Regions from separate parts of the Zea mays genome. Here region 2 is linked to region 1. A link is a contact called in public Hi-C data. All regions are on one chromosome and are shown on one strand. The core of a region is the stretch at or near the end of the contact, and the rest is flanking DNA. Distances in the headings are between cores, read along the strand shown. Region 1 holds the start of LOC100147737. Region 2 holds the start of LOC100281244.

Region 1 (6,364 bases), core at 2,558-5,057:
TGAGTCAATTAGATGAGGAAGAAGAGTTTGAAGATGACTATGAGTTAGATTCTCCACATGGTAGTCCATTGTATGATGAGCCATGTGATATTTGTTCTGATGATGAAGGTAATTTTGAGATCTTATTGTGATCCATTTTATCTCCATACTAATATTTTGTTTGAAACCTGATCTGTTTCATATATGGTGGTCATGTGTTAGGAAACAACTCAGGCTAGGATGCTTGGTTGGAAGATAAATCGGGTGGTGATGTCGACAAGAACAAATCAGATTGTATTGAAGGTTATGGTGATTTCAATTAGTACCAACTACCAACTGTTATAATTATTTGTTAGCATGAAAGTTTATTTACAATGTTTTATTATAGGCGGATGTAGTGGAAATAGAGGGGCGCCCTTGGTGCCAGTGCGTCTGCTCCTGCTACGACAGCGTCCAGTCTTCCACAATCGACCCATATTCGTCCAAGATCAAATAGAAAAAGGAAGCCAACACACAAGAGTGTTTATGATCTATAAAAGGTAAGCTCATGAACTTTGGTGTCCATCTGTCCAGCTTGTGCTATGGTAGTAAAAACACTTTATATATACAAAATGTCAGTGGTTATAATCTTCCTAAAATTCTTATATTTGTTGTGTAGGATGTGGAAGAGAAATGGCCACCGGAACATGGCACACTTTTGGACAGAATGATCACTTTTGTTGGGGATTCTGATTTTGGAAAGAATGAATTGATTTTCAAGTGCTTTTGTTGATGACATGTGCTTGAAAATGTACTATTTCGGACTTTTATTATTTTGATAAACTATGCTATATGCACTTATCATATTTGGACACTATTAGGTGGGTTGTGGTTTGATGCCAATGTGCCATGGATGTTGTAAGTTGTGATACTTAGTCACATTTCTATTTTATATATGTGCAATTGTGATGTCAGATGTATTAGACATAAATTACAGGGAAATTCTGTCAATTTTTTTAAAATTTTGAATTCATTTGAATTTGGTTTGAAATTTCCGAAATTTCCCCAATTTTGGTGGGTGCCAAATTTTTTCCTTTCCGAAACTGAGATGAATATTATATTAATCAATATTTTTTGGTTGATCATGTTTATTTGTCGGCATGAGATATATTGTATTTGTTGAAGTGACTGTGTTCAGTTTAGATATGATTTCAAATGGCTACGTAATTTACATTGGATCAAAACATGTATGTATACATTAACTGGTGGTGCAGCTTGTTTTAGAAACAGTGAAATGAAATCCTCCATCGAGAGAGTTTAGTTTCTAAATTTAAGGGATATTTGGTTACTAAAGTTTAGTCTGTGCTACATTAAATGTTTGAATATTAATTAAAACAAATATCAATTAAGACTATTAAGTATTGGTTTAATTAAATTTAATAAAATTGACTTGTCTTTTAGTCTCCATCTATAACTAGTCTTATAATTAGACTATATTTAATATCCGGAATTATTATTCAAACATTTGACGAGACAAGTATAAAACTTTACTTGGGCTGTATCTAGACCTGTTCAAACCTCTGCTCGGATCGGGTTTGGGCCGGGTCATGATCGGTCGGGTCGTTTGACACAGCTCGTGCCTGACCTGTGCATAGTTGTCGAACCATGTTCGAGGAGAAAAAATGGTTGGCTCGTGGATCGTTTGACACAACCCACACCTGACCCGTGCATAGCCGCCGGGTTGGCACGTGCCCCCCTGTGGGACATGTCGAGACGAGTTTTCAAGCTATGGGTCGAAGGTTTTCGAGTTGGATCAGGTTTTGGGTCAAAAATCATGGTCTGTACCCAACTATGAATTGTTGCGGGTCAAAAATTATGGCTCGAGCTCGCCCGTTATATTGGTCGAGTTGTGTTAGTTGTACCCAACACTCCATCTCTAATTCTAGAGAGATCAAATGTATGCTTTGAAAAGGGATAGTAATAGATCACGATTTAAATGCTTCTTCACTCACTCTCTAATCTGATTCTATACTTAAATTTTATAGTATAAAATTCCCTATTGATAACTAGGCAGATCACATTCAGGTAGGACGCAGTCGCGGTACTTGACAACGGCCTTCTATGGCTCTATGCACATGTGAAATGTACAGTAGTACTAGTGCAGTTCAGATCCTAGCCAGAAGAACAGAAGAAAGAAACTTACAGGTACACCTATAATAAATTTGAGGGAGATTGGCTCTAATCTAATCTAAGTAAGAGCTAGTTTAGAAGCTTTATTTTTCTAAGGGATTTCTGTTTTCTAAAAAGAACATAAACTAAATTTCTTTAGAAAAATAGAAATCACATGGAAAAATGTGATTCCTAAACTAACCCTAAGTCTTAGTTTAGAAACTCTATTTTTCAAAGGAATTTCTATTTTCTTAAAAAAATTTATTTATTTTTCTTTGAGATAATAAAAATCCCTTAAAAATAGAGTTTTCGAGCTACCCCTAAACGTAAAGCGGTTTTTTGTTTCCTGACGATGAAAGAACTGCTGCTCTTTGAAGACGGGCGCTCTGATATCTGTAATAAGCACTGAAAGCAGGTGGGGCGCTAGACACTAGTACTCCGGCAGCTGCTGCAGGATCGCGGCAGCCAGCGCGTCGGTGAACTTGGGATCCTTGGTGAGCGAGCGCGCCATCTGCTCCACGAGCGCCGTGCGGAAATCCGGTGACGCGATCTCCTGGCACAGCCTCTTGAGGCCGGGCACCTCGGCGGCGGCATCGAGCCCCCGCACGGCGCCGGCTCCGTTCCTGGTGAGGTCCAGCGTGATGGCCGGGCCGGAGGAGTTGATGGAGGTGGAGCTGGGGAGCTCGCCGGCGCGCGTCGGGCTCGGGTGGTTGTGCTCGCCCTCGTACGTGGCCACCAGCATGGCGCTGTCCTCCGCGCTCCTCTGCACCTGTTCCGAGGAACAGAGTTATTGTATCGACCATTAGCGACAGAGTGAAAGAAGCCGCCGTGAATCGAATCAATGTCAGGCCGGGGATGGACGGATGGTGGGCCAGGAGTCTACCTTCTTCTTGACGGGGCAGGATGGTGCGTATGCGCAGCGGAAGTAGGCTCTCGGGGACGGGTTGTCGCGCGTCACCTTCTGGCCGTACTTGCGCCACTGGTAGCCGTCTTTGACGGTGAGCGTGGTGTCGGAGGGGTCGATCTTGGTGCAGACCCTGGTGAGCTTGATCCGCCTGCACGTGCCCTCGTCGCTGAGGGCGGCGCTCTCGACGGCAGCGTTGGCGTCGCCCGAATTCGACGGCTCCAGGCTGTCCCTGCTCCTCTTCCTGCCGTCGGGACTCCGCCGCGCGGCGACCTGGCTGGCGTACATGTAGGCGATGATCTCGGTGAGACGCCGGTTCTCCTCGCTGACCTGGGTGAGCCTGGCCTCCAGGGTCTTGGCCTGTCATCACACAGCATTGTGGCCACCGATGCCGATAGATTTTCAGGATTTCAGGGACGACGACGACGCCGATAGATTGTGGAAACCGAGCGGCGAGGAAATGGTCGTCGGTCAGTTACCTCGTCCTTCCCGTCAGCGAGGGACGATGTCCGTGGCCCCCAGCAGCCAGTGGCGGGACGGTCGAGTCTCTCAGCGTCAGCTGTCGTTTCCGGGCCGCTCCCCGGCGACGGCGGCGAAAGGCCGACGCTGAGGTCCAAGCAGACCGGGGAGCAGTCACCGCGGCTCCCCGAGTCCATGAGCAGCATCATGACCTGCGTGTGTCTCAGCGTCTGTGTCTCCGCGTAAGCGAGCGTGCAGCTGTAGAGCTCGATTGCTCGAGGGGGACAGGAACAGGATGGGCTCTGCAGGACTCTCGGATCCGAACGGATGCTTTCCACAGGACGGGCATGGTTTAATATATAGGGGGACGGCCGAAGGGGGGAACCCGAACCGCGGGCGCGGCCCAAGCAGGAGGAGGGAAGGGATCGACGGGCGGGGGCCGGGGCGTCGTGAAAATCGTGACGCAACTGAGTGGAAAAAGTGGAGTGCGATGCGAGACCGACGCGCCCGCGCGACGTGACCGTCGGTCGGGATACGAGGAGCCACGCGCGCGGCGCCTGTAGTATCGTGATGACGGAACACAGTGTCACCAATGTGGTCGTCACGGTGCGCGTCATTCTCCTCGCCTCCCCTCCCCTCCCCTCGCGGACTCGCGGTTGACCGCGTCAGGATTGGCGCGTGCGATCAAACGAAACGAAGAGCGCGCGCTAGGTGCCTTCTTCAGCTCTGCTAGTTTTGGGTAATACTCCGTATTAATACAAATACAAATCTGGTGTGTAAGCACGCACGAGCCCGGGTTTACGTCTACACGGGGTTGCGCAAGAAAATGGCGGCTTCGGTTTCGCCTTCCCAATAGCGCATGACGGAGTGGATAGAGCTAAAATGTCCCTTGTGTTCCGTTCGAGATGGATTGCAGTGATTAAATCCGATTTTTTGTTTTTTAATTCTTTTTTCGACAAAAAATAACATTTAGACTACTCGGTGACTTATTTCTAATTTTGTACTCTTAGCTTGGCGTCATATGGCCTAGGCGCCGAGCTCTGACGTGGCGTCGGCGGCCAGGGCTGCCGTGACGCTGACTTGGCTTCCTAGGTCGGTGTCATAGATCTTGTCGCGAGTTAGGTAGTTCTATAAATCAGTCGTTCTGCTAGCCGAGAGTTGCACCCACCTTTTTTCTTAACTTTCTCTCCATTCCAATCTTCTTAAAAAAAAACTAGATTCGAGTTGGAAAATTTTGTATACCAATGTATGGTGTCTCACTGATTCGTTTGTTTTGTATATTGGGTTGTATTTTTCGATTATTACTTTTGATTGTTGCTCCTAGGATATGTAGTTCATATGATGACTACAATTTATTAGATAGTTTGCGAAATACGTTTATACAAAGATCTGTGGTGTTTATAAAATCATTTCTGCTATTTGCATATAGTTGTGTTAATATATAATCGTTTCTTAGATGAAAGACATGTATCGGGAGATGTTGTGGCAGAAGAGAGGTCGTCCTTAGAAGTTATATCCGGATGTATCTAGTAAGGATGCTCCTGTGCCTCCTGATCTTTGTGTGCCTAACTGTGATTGTGGCAATACCGGCTTGGGTATTGTCGGCGTTTCGAGACCGGGGGGTCCCTGAGCCGACGAGTGAATGTCGCCGCGTGCCCCAGCCCAGATGGGTCGAGCGCGAGGGCGAGCGCGAAGGGGGGAGAGCGAGACGGCCGGAGACCGGCGTGAGAGAGATGGGAATCCCGCGGCCTTCGTGTTCGTCCCGCGCCCAGGTCGGGTGCGCTTGCAGTAGGGGGTTACAAGCGTCCACGCGGGAGAGGGAGCGAGCGGCTTCAAGCGAGCGCCTGTCTCGTCCTCGTCCCCGCGCGGCCAACCCTCTCTAAGAGGGCCCTGGTCCTTCCTTTTATAGGCGTAAGGAGAGGATCCAGGTGTACAATGGGGGGTATAGCAGAGTGCTACGTGTCTAGCGGAGGAGAGCTAGCGCCCTAAGTACATGCCGTCGTGGCAGCCGGAGAGATTTTGGCACCCAGTTGGTGTGATGTCGTGGCTGTCGGAGGAGTGCTGGAGCCTGGCGGAGGGACAGCTGTCGGAGCGGTTGAGTCCTTGCTGACGTCCTCCTGCTTCCGTAAGGGGGCTGAGAGCCGCCGTCGTCACAGAGTATGCGGGGCGCCATCATTGCCTATCTGGCGGAGCGAGCCAGATGGGACGCCGGTCTTGTTCCCTGCGGCCCGAGTCAGCTCGGGGTAGGGTGATGATGGCGCCTCCTATTGACGTGGTTGGTCTGCGCCCTAGGTTAGGCGACGTGGAAGCTCCTCCGAAGCCGAGGTCGAGTCTGTCTTCCGTGGCCGAGGTCGAGTCCGAGCCCTGGGGTCGGGCGAAGCAGAGTTCGTCGTCTTCTGGGGCTGAGCCCGAGTCCGAGCCCTGGGTCGGGCGGAGCGGAGTTCGTCGTCTTCTGGGGCTGAGCCCGAGTCCGAGCCCTGGGTCGGGCGGAGCGGAGTTCGCCGTCTTCTGGGGCTGAGCCCGAGTCCGAGCCCTGGGTCGGGCGGAGCGGAGTTCGCCGTCTTCCGGGACTTAGCCCGAGTCCGAGCCCTGGGTCGGGCGGAGCGGAGTTCGCCGTCTTCCGGGACTTAGCCCGAGTCCGAGCCCTGGGTCGGGCGGAGCGGAGTTCGCCGTCTTCCGGGACTTAGCCCGAGTCCGAGCCCTGGGTCGGGCGAAGCGGAGCTTCCTATGGTGCCTTCGGCCGGGCCTGACTGCCTGTCAGTCTCACTCTGTCAAGTGGCACCACAGTCGGAGTGGCGCAGGCGGCGCTGTCCTTTTGTCAGGCCGGTCAGTGGAGCGGCGAAGTGACGGCGGTCACTTCGGCTCTGCCGGCTG
Region 2 (6,010 bases), core at 870-3,369, 240 kb after region 1:
ATATTATCTTGGAAAACCACACATCAATGACACTGATAATTCAATTCAAATTATAGAAAATTAGAAAGAAAAAAAGAGAAGTGGGAGAGGTAAGTGTAAACCAAAGGTAACAAAGACATTCATGGTCTTTGAGTTTTTTTTTAAAAAATACGTAGTGATAAATATAATATTGTCTTAAGGTTAGCTTCACTTCTCTGTCCAAGATCTTACTTACCACTGATCTAGAGTGATACGATAAGATTTAAATGTGCACTTTTGATATCATAGTACTTAAGAGTTTATTGTACAAACTAAAATATTAATTTTATAAATACAAAACGTGTTAATAAAGTTAAAATAAGCACAATAGTTTCATTAACTCTAAGCATAAAAAATGTGTAGCAATTGATATAAATTTTTAAAATCAAAACCTAGATTCATAATGTAATAAAATTATCTCTTAAGATACTAACCCAGGTGGCTATAAAATATAAACATACATATCACATAGTCTATTTTATTTCTTCTCTTAAACATATGTATATACATATATATATATATATATATATATATATATATATATATATATATATATATATATATATATATATATATATATATGCTAGTTTGGTGGATTTCAATTTAGACGGTGATAGACAGCTTATGAAACAATTAATAAAGTTGCAGTTTCCTATTGCGAGCAGTTTGGATCCATGTATTAAACTTTAGTGGTACTAAAGTTTAGCACTTTACTTCTGTTTGGACAGTAGGAGGGGCAGAGATTGTTAATGGGTCAGGGAAGACCACCTTTTGCACAATTTAACGTCAAAGGAAGAGCTAGTGTTAATGGTTGCTAAACTTTATCACTACTCTTTTAGTATGCCTATTTGATTTCATATGTGCCAAAATTTAGTAAAAAAAATGTTGTGCTAAACTTTAGCACTATGAAAATAGACAAGACCTAAGTTTATTACATAGACATATTAATGTTCTTCAACCGCAAAAAAAAACATGTGTATATTCACATTTATTTTGCATCCACGAGCGCCATGCATCAGAATATGTGCCCTGGTATTCTCTCCATCACCCTATCAGCCACGGCGCTCGCCAGCTTCTCGACGAACTCGGAATCATTCGTGAGCAAATTCACGAGCTCGTCCACCAGAGCCTTCCGAAACTCAGGCGTCACAATAATCTCCCCGACGGCCGCCCCGGCATTCGAATCCGCCGGCGGCCGTTGGTCCGCGGCCAGGCCAATGGTGATCTTTTTCCGGCCCGACGAATCGATGGAGATGATCGAGCGCGGCAGTGACGACCCGGCCTGGTGCAGGCTCGTCGACGCGTCAGTGACGACATATTCGCTCTGGGCACGTTGCTCATGGTTGTGCTCGCCCTCGTACGTCGCCACAAGCATCAGATTGTCGTCTGCGCTTCTCTGCACCTGCGGCGGCGTACGCCGTTTTACAGCATTAGAAAAAAGAAGAACAGAAGGGAAAAAAAAAAGCTGTTGGAGCTCCGATCGCGTAAGCCTTTTCACCTTCTTCTTGACGGGGCAGGAGGGCGCGTACGCGCAGCGGAAGTAGGATCTCGGATACGGGTTGTCCCGCGTCACCTTCTGGCCGTACTTGCGCCACTGGTAGCAGTCCCTGAGGTGGTTGGCGTCGGCGTCCGACGGCTCGGCGCGCGCGCACACCGTCCGGACCTTGGGCCGCGGCGGCTCCGCGGCGGCCACCGCATTGCCCCGGGACGGCGACGACGTGGCGAGCGCTCGCGGGGTGGAGCGGTCGGCGAGTATGGCGTCCAGCGCGGCGGCCAGCCTCCGGTTCTCCTCGCTCACCCGCCTCAGCTTGTCCTCGAGACTCTCCGGCTGTCGATCAAGCAAGCAAGAGGATGAGCAACGAACAGCTGGTATGCAAGCAAGATAAACCCCCAAGCCACTAGTGCCAGTGAGTGACCAGCTGGCGGCGGCGATCGATCACTCAGTGTGGACTGACCAGCGGCTCCGGCGGTGGGCCGAAGAGGGGCAGAAGCGCGGCGCTGAGGGTGGGGGGCGACGAGCACTCGCCGTTACTGTCCATGGCCGCATCTATCAGCGCCACGGCGGCGCCACGTGTTGTTGTTAAGTACTACTACTACGTAACAATTGTAATAGCAGAGCTAAGCTACGATGTTATAGAGCTTGGAGACTGGGGAGCCGGCCGGCTCTAGCTTGGCGACTTGACCTTTGCTTTGGGCAGTTGGGCCTCGCCACATCCGTGCTGCGTCACTTCCTGACGTGCTCCCGCTAGCGTCACAACTCACAAGTTTTCCGGTGGAGTCAAGTCGTAGCTTATCAAACTGGGGCTTCTGTCTTTCGGAGCCGGATCGCGCGAAATGAGACAAATGGTCCCCGAGAACGACGGGTTATTACTGACTCCTATGCTGATGACGAGGTACTCCGCCGGTCCCCCTGACGTATTCAGAGTAACGTCATCTAAACTAGCCGCAACCATGGATGCGGCAAACGATGATGAATTAAGCACGTACGCCAGCCAGCAAAGTGGTTCCATGCCCCCCCCCCCTCGCTCTCTCTCATGATATAATCCGAGCCGTTGCGTACACACCAAACCTAACTTAGGGCCCTTTTTTTTTTGCTTATTTTCAGCTTCTCCCCCCCCCCCCCCCTCCCCGCCCCTCCAAGAGTTTTTTACCCCGCTTTTGCGAGTATCGTTTTGGTGAAAGCTGTTCAAATTCAACGTGAACACAAAATCGGACGAGTCGTCACAAAAGTAGAAATCCGTCACTTTCTAGATTCTAAACCTAATGGATACTTTCACCTTCCTCCGCATATAATCTCCACAATGCTCAGATTCCCTCACGGCTGGATTCTCAGAAAAACTTGTCAGGAAAAAGTTGAAGCAAACATGAAACTCAATCCCCTTCAGTATTGAAGGAGATTGAGTGAAAAAATAGTTCATCTCTACCTCAATCCCCTCCAATTCAGAAGAGGATTTGAGTTTCCAAGCTAGCCCTGAGTGTGCGGTAAATGAGCGGTCGCTCTAGGCCCGCAACTTCATAGGGTCCGCTCCTAGTCTCTACTCCTATAAAGCACCAGTTTCTCTGGTTTCAATCGTCGACCTTTTTTCAAAAAAAACTTTTTGTACTTTTTCTAATCTAAACTGTGGTCCAACTTATCCCCCTCAACAGCAGCGTGGTGTAATTCTTACGCCTAGAATATCGGTCGTACATGCACATGTAAGGATAATTCTCACTACACCATGGTTTAGTTTTAGCGACCCTTATTAAGCACCAACAGTTAGTTGCTAAATTTTAGAGACTAACGTTTGTAGGTCGGTTGTGTTGAATAACTACGTTACCGCGGATCACCAGATCCACTCCATTCCCTCCCATCAACAGATTAGGCGCGAGCAGTAGTAGAAGCATGTTTCCTTCCCCAGCAACCCACACACAGAGAGGGAAACACACGAGACACATGATATAGGTGTTGGGCCTATGGACTCTTTCTCTTTTCTATTCTATATGAGGGGGTACATGCTCTATATATAGAGACGTGATACCCCTCAGTGGTATATTCGTTATTTGCCTACATAACCCTTCGTTAGGGTTTCTTAACACTCCCCCTTGGGCGAATACCACGACCAACACATGCCTCATTAAAACTCTCAAAAAGCCCAGTGGGAAAAATATGGAGAAAGAGTGCATGGTGTCGCAAATTGCAACTGAACTTTGTTGCCTCGTTAAAAACCTTTTGTGAGAAACTTCAGGAAAACTCACCAAGGGAAAAAGAGTATAACAACTATCATCAAGACATATTTTGATCTTCTAGATCTAGATTCCATATGATCTTATATATGGGCTAACTTTAGAAATGTGCTCCCCCTAGTCCTTGCAAAACTGTCTTAGTATGGCAAAATACCTTCTTCTAAAAGTATATGCACATAGAGATTTAGCAAAAGGAATACATATTGTTGCAAGGATTATCTCAGAAACTTCACCTCAACTCACTTTTAGAATATACGAGTTAAGTGCAAGTATCAACATAAATAAGCCACTTTGACTGGTCGTGTTCGATCGACTAGATCTATATGATAGAAACTTTTATAAAGGTTCATAGATTGATCATGAAGCCAACTCCTTCAAGGCATACAATATGATATTCAATGTCTCACAATTGTGATCAATATTAAGCATTCACTCCTATTGGTCCTTGTTCTCGGATGTTAAATACCAAGAACAGAACAACACAATTGTTAACGATTAGAGACCTTGTCCTTCAAAGCATTATCTCCCTTAGGATATAAGGATCTTCAAACGAAGGTCATGGAGGACATACCTTCATCATTTCAGTAAGCAGGAATGTAAACAGAGACATATGAAACACAAAGGGAATATGAATAATTATTTCAAACCAATAGACTATTTATATTCTTATTTTGTATAAACATGAATAAACATCAATGATATTTATATTACATTTGTATCTTCGGCTTGACAGAAGGTGAAAAAGCGAGAGTAACGCGAGAGTGATTACAAGTCAGCGTAAACAGTACAGGGTCTATTTATAGGCACGGGACACAGCCCAGACAAAATTACATCCATGACCCTGATGGCTGATTACAATTACAATACAAATTATCAAGGGCTATACAGTCTTTTCCTCTTTAAGTCGGTAACGCCCTCCGTCTTTAGCGTGTCACCATGCCGAAGCTCCTTCAATGGTAGCTTCGGCTTACACCTTCATGTCACACCTGCTTGTGTATCTTTCTACTGAAGGTGTTTTTGCTTAGAGGACCTTCGGCGGAGAAGAAGGCCCCCAACAGTAGCCCCTTCGTGGTGCTAGATCGTTTTTCATAACGAGCTCGATCCGCGAAAAACACGAAGGCTTCAGAATGTCGAAGGCCCGAAAAACACCTTCCCTAAGCTCGTTGCAGAGAAACGATTATAATATTCCAGGCGTCGAACGGTCCACCGTTCAACGAGTGCGAGCGACCTGGCGGTTCACCTTCCCCCCTGCAGCACTATATAAACAGACGGGTTGGTGAGGAGTTACCACAACATTCATTGCCATTGCACTGTTGTGCTGTTAAAAAAATTGACCATAGCCGAAGCTTTCTGCATTGCGCTCTCGAGCAAACGCTTCATCGTTGAAGGTTAGCTTCGTCAAAAGGTGAAATCATTGAAATGGCTAGAGTGCGATCAAATGCTAGAGTGTCTCGCGAGGGAGACGAAGTTGACGTAACCGAGACAACACCAATTTCAGAGGTGATGAGGCAATCAGGTCTTGTTGTGCTAGAAGGGCCTATTGTCGAAGGTGCTTCCAATGCCGAAGCTGAACAAGCTGTGGTTGAGGGTGAGAATGATGATGAGAGTGGAGAAGACTACATCATTCTGAACCCGACAAAGCCTAGCCATCTTGAATTTGAAAAATCCACTGTAACAGAAGATGACATGCCTATGATGATGAAATTGGGGTATTTTGGAGAGGCTGAGAGCAAACTTGTTCGATTTGCCGGGGAAGAGATAGTTCCGGAGCCAAAAGAGGATGAAGTTGTCATTTTTAAGAGCTTCTTCAGAGCAGGGCTCCGATTCCCCCTAAATGATATGATAGGGGAAGTTTTAAAGAACATTGAGATATATCTTCACCAGCTGACTCTCAACGTTGTAGTTAGACTCAGTGTCTATATCTGGGCCCTCCGAAGCCAAGGAATGAGTCCAAGTGCTGAAGCTTTCTGCTGAGTGCACGAGCTGCATTACCAGACGAAGGCCAGGGCAGATGGCTTTCACGAGAATTTTGGTTGTTACAACTTTGCATATCGAAAGGATACAAAGGCACCAGTTCTCAGCTACCGTACCAAGTGGCTAACTGGTTGGAAGAGTGAGTGGTTCTATATGAAGGCTGACGAGAAAAGGAGGGAGAAGCTGATGTCTATGGTTATGAGTCCACTAACTTTGAGCTTCGGCATGACTAGGCCCTTATGTCATATGCAACTGGGGTCACCTTGTCAGCTGGCTGAAATAGAATTTAGAGTGG

The links. Hi-C and Micro-C count contacts between places; a contact is called where the count stands out from the background.
Region 2: a contact with region 1 is called in a Hi-C map of leaf mesophyll, with 3 times the contacts expected there. The contact joins the promoter of LOC100281244 here to the promoter of LOC100147737 in region 1. A contact is called at or near these places in 4 of 25 Hi-C or Micro-C datasets (bundle sheath, leaf and leaf mesophyll).

The regions. Positions count from the first base shown.
Region 1 is chr7:120,040,901-120,047,264 of Zm-B73-REFERENCE-NAM-5.0, forward strand. LOC100147737 reads right to left here and starts at 3,808. Exons shown (of 3, transcript NM_001127251.1): 1 at 3,511-3,808; 2 at 3,011-3,391; 3 at 2,066-2,896. The coding sequence starts at 3,699. The coding sequence ends at 2,558. It overlaps LOC109940984 (a long non-coding RNA gene), which reads left to right. Exons shown (of 4, transcript XR_002263813.2): 1 at 1-108; 2 at 202-282; 3 at 368-518; 4 at 638-1,987.
Region 2 is chr7:120,284,937-120,290,946 of Zm-B73-REFERENCE-NAM-5.0, forward strand. It overlaps LOC100281244, which reads right to left and starts at 2,120. Exons shown (of 3, transcript NM_001154163.2): 1 at 1,974-2,120; 2 at 1,517-1,846; 3 at 888-1,420. The coding sequence starts at 2,057. The coding sequence ends at 1,034.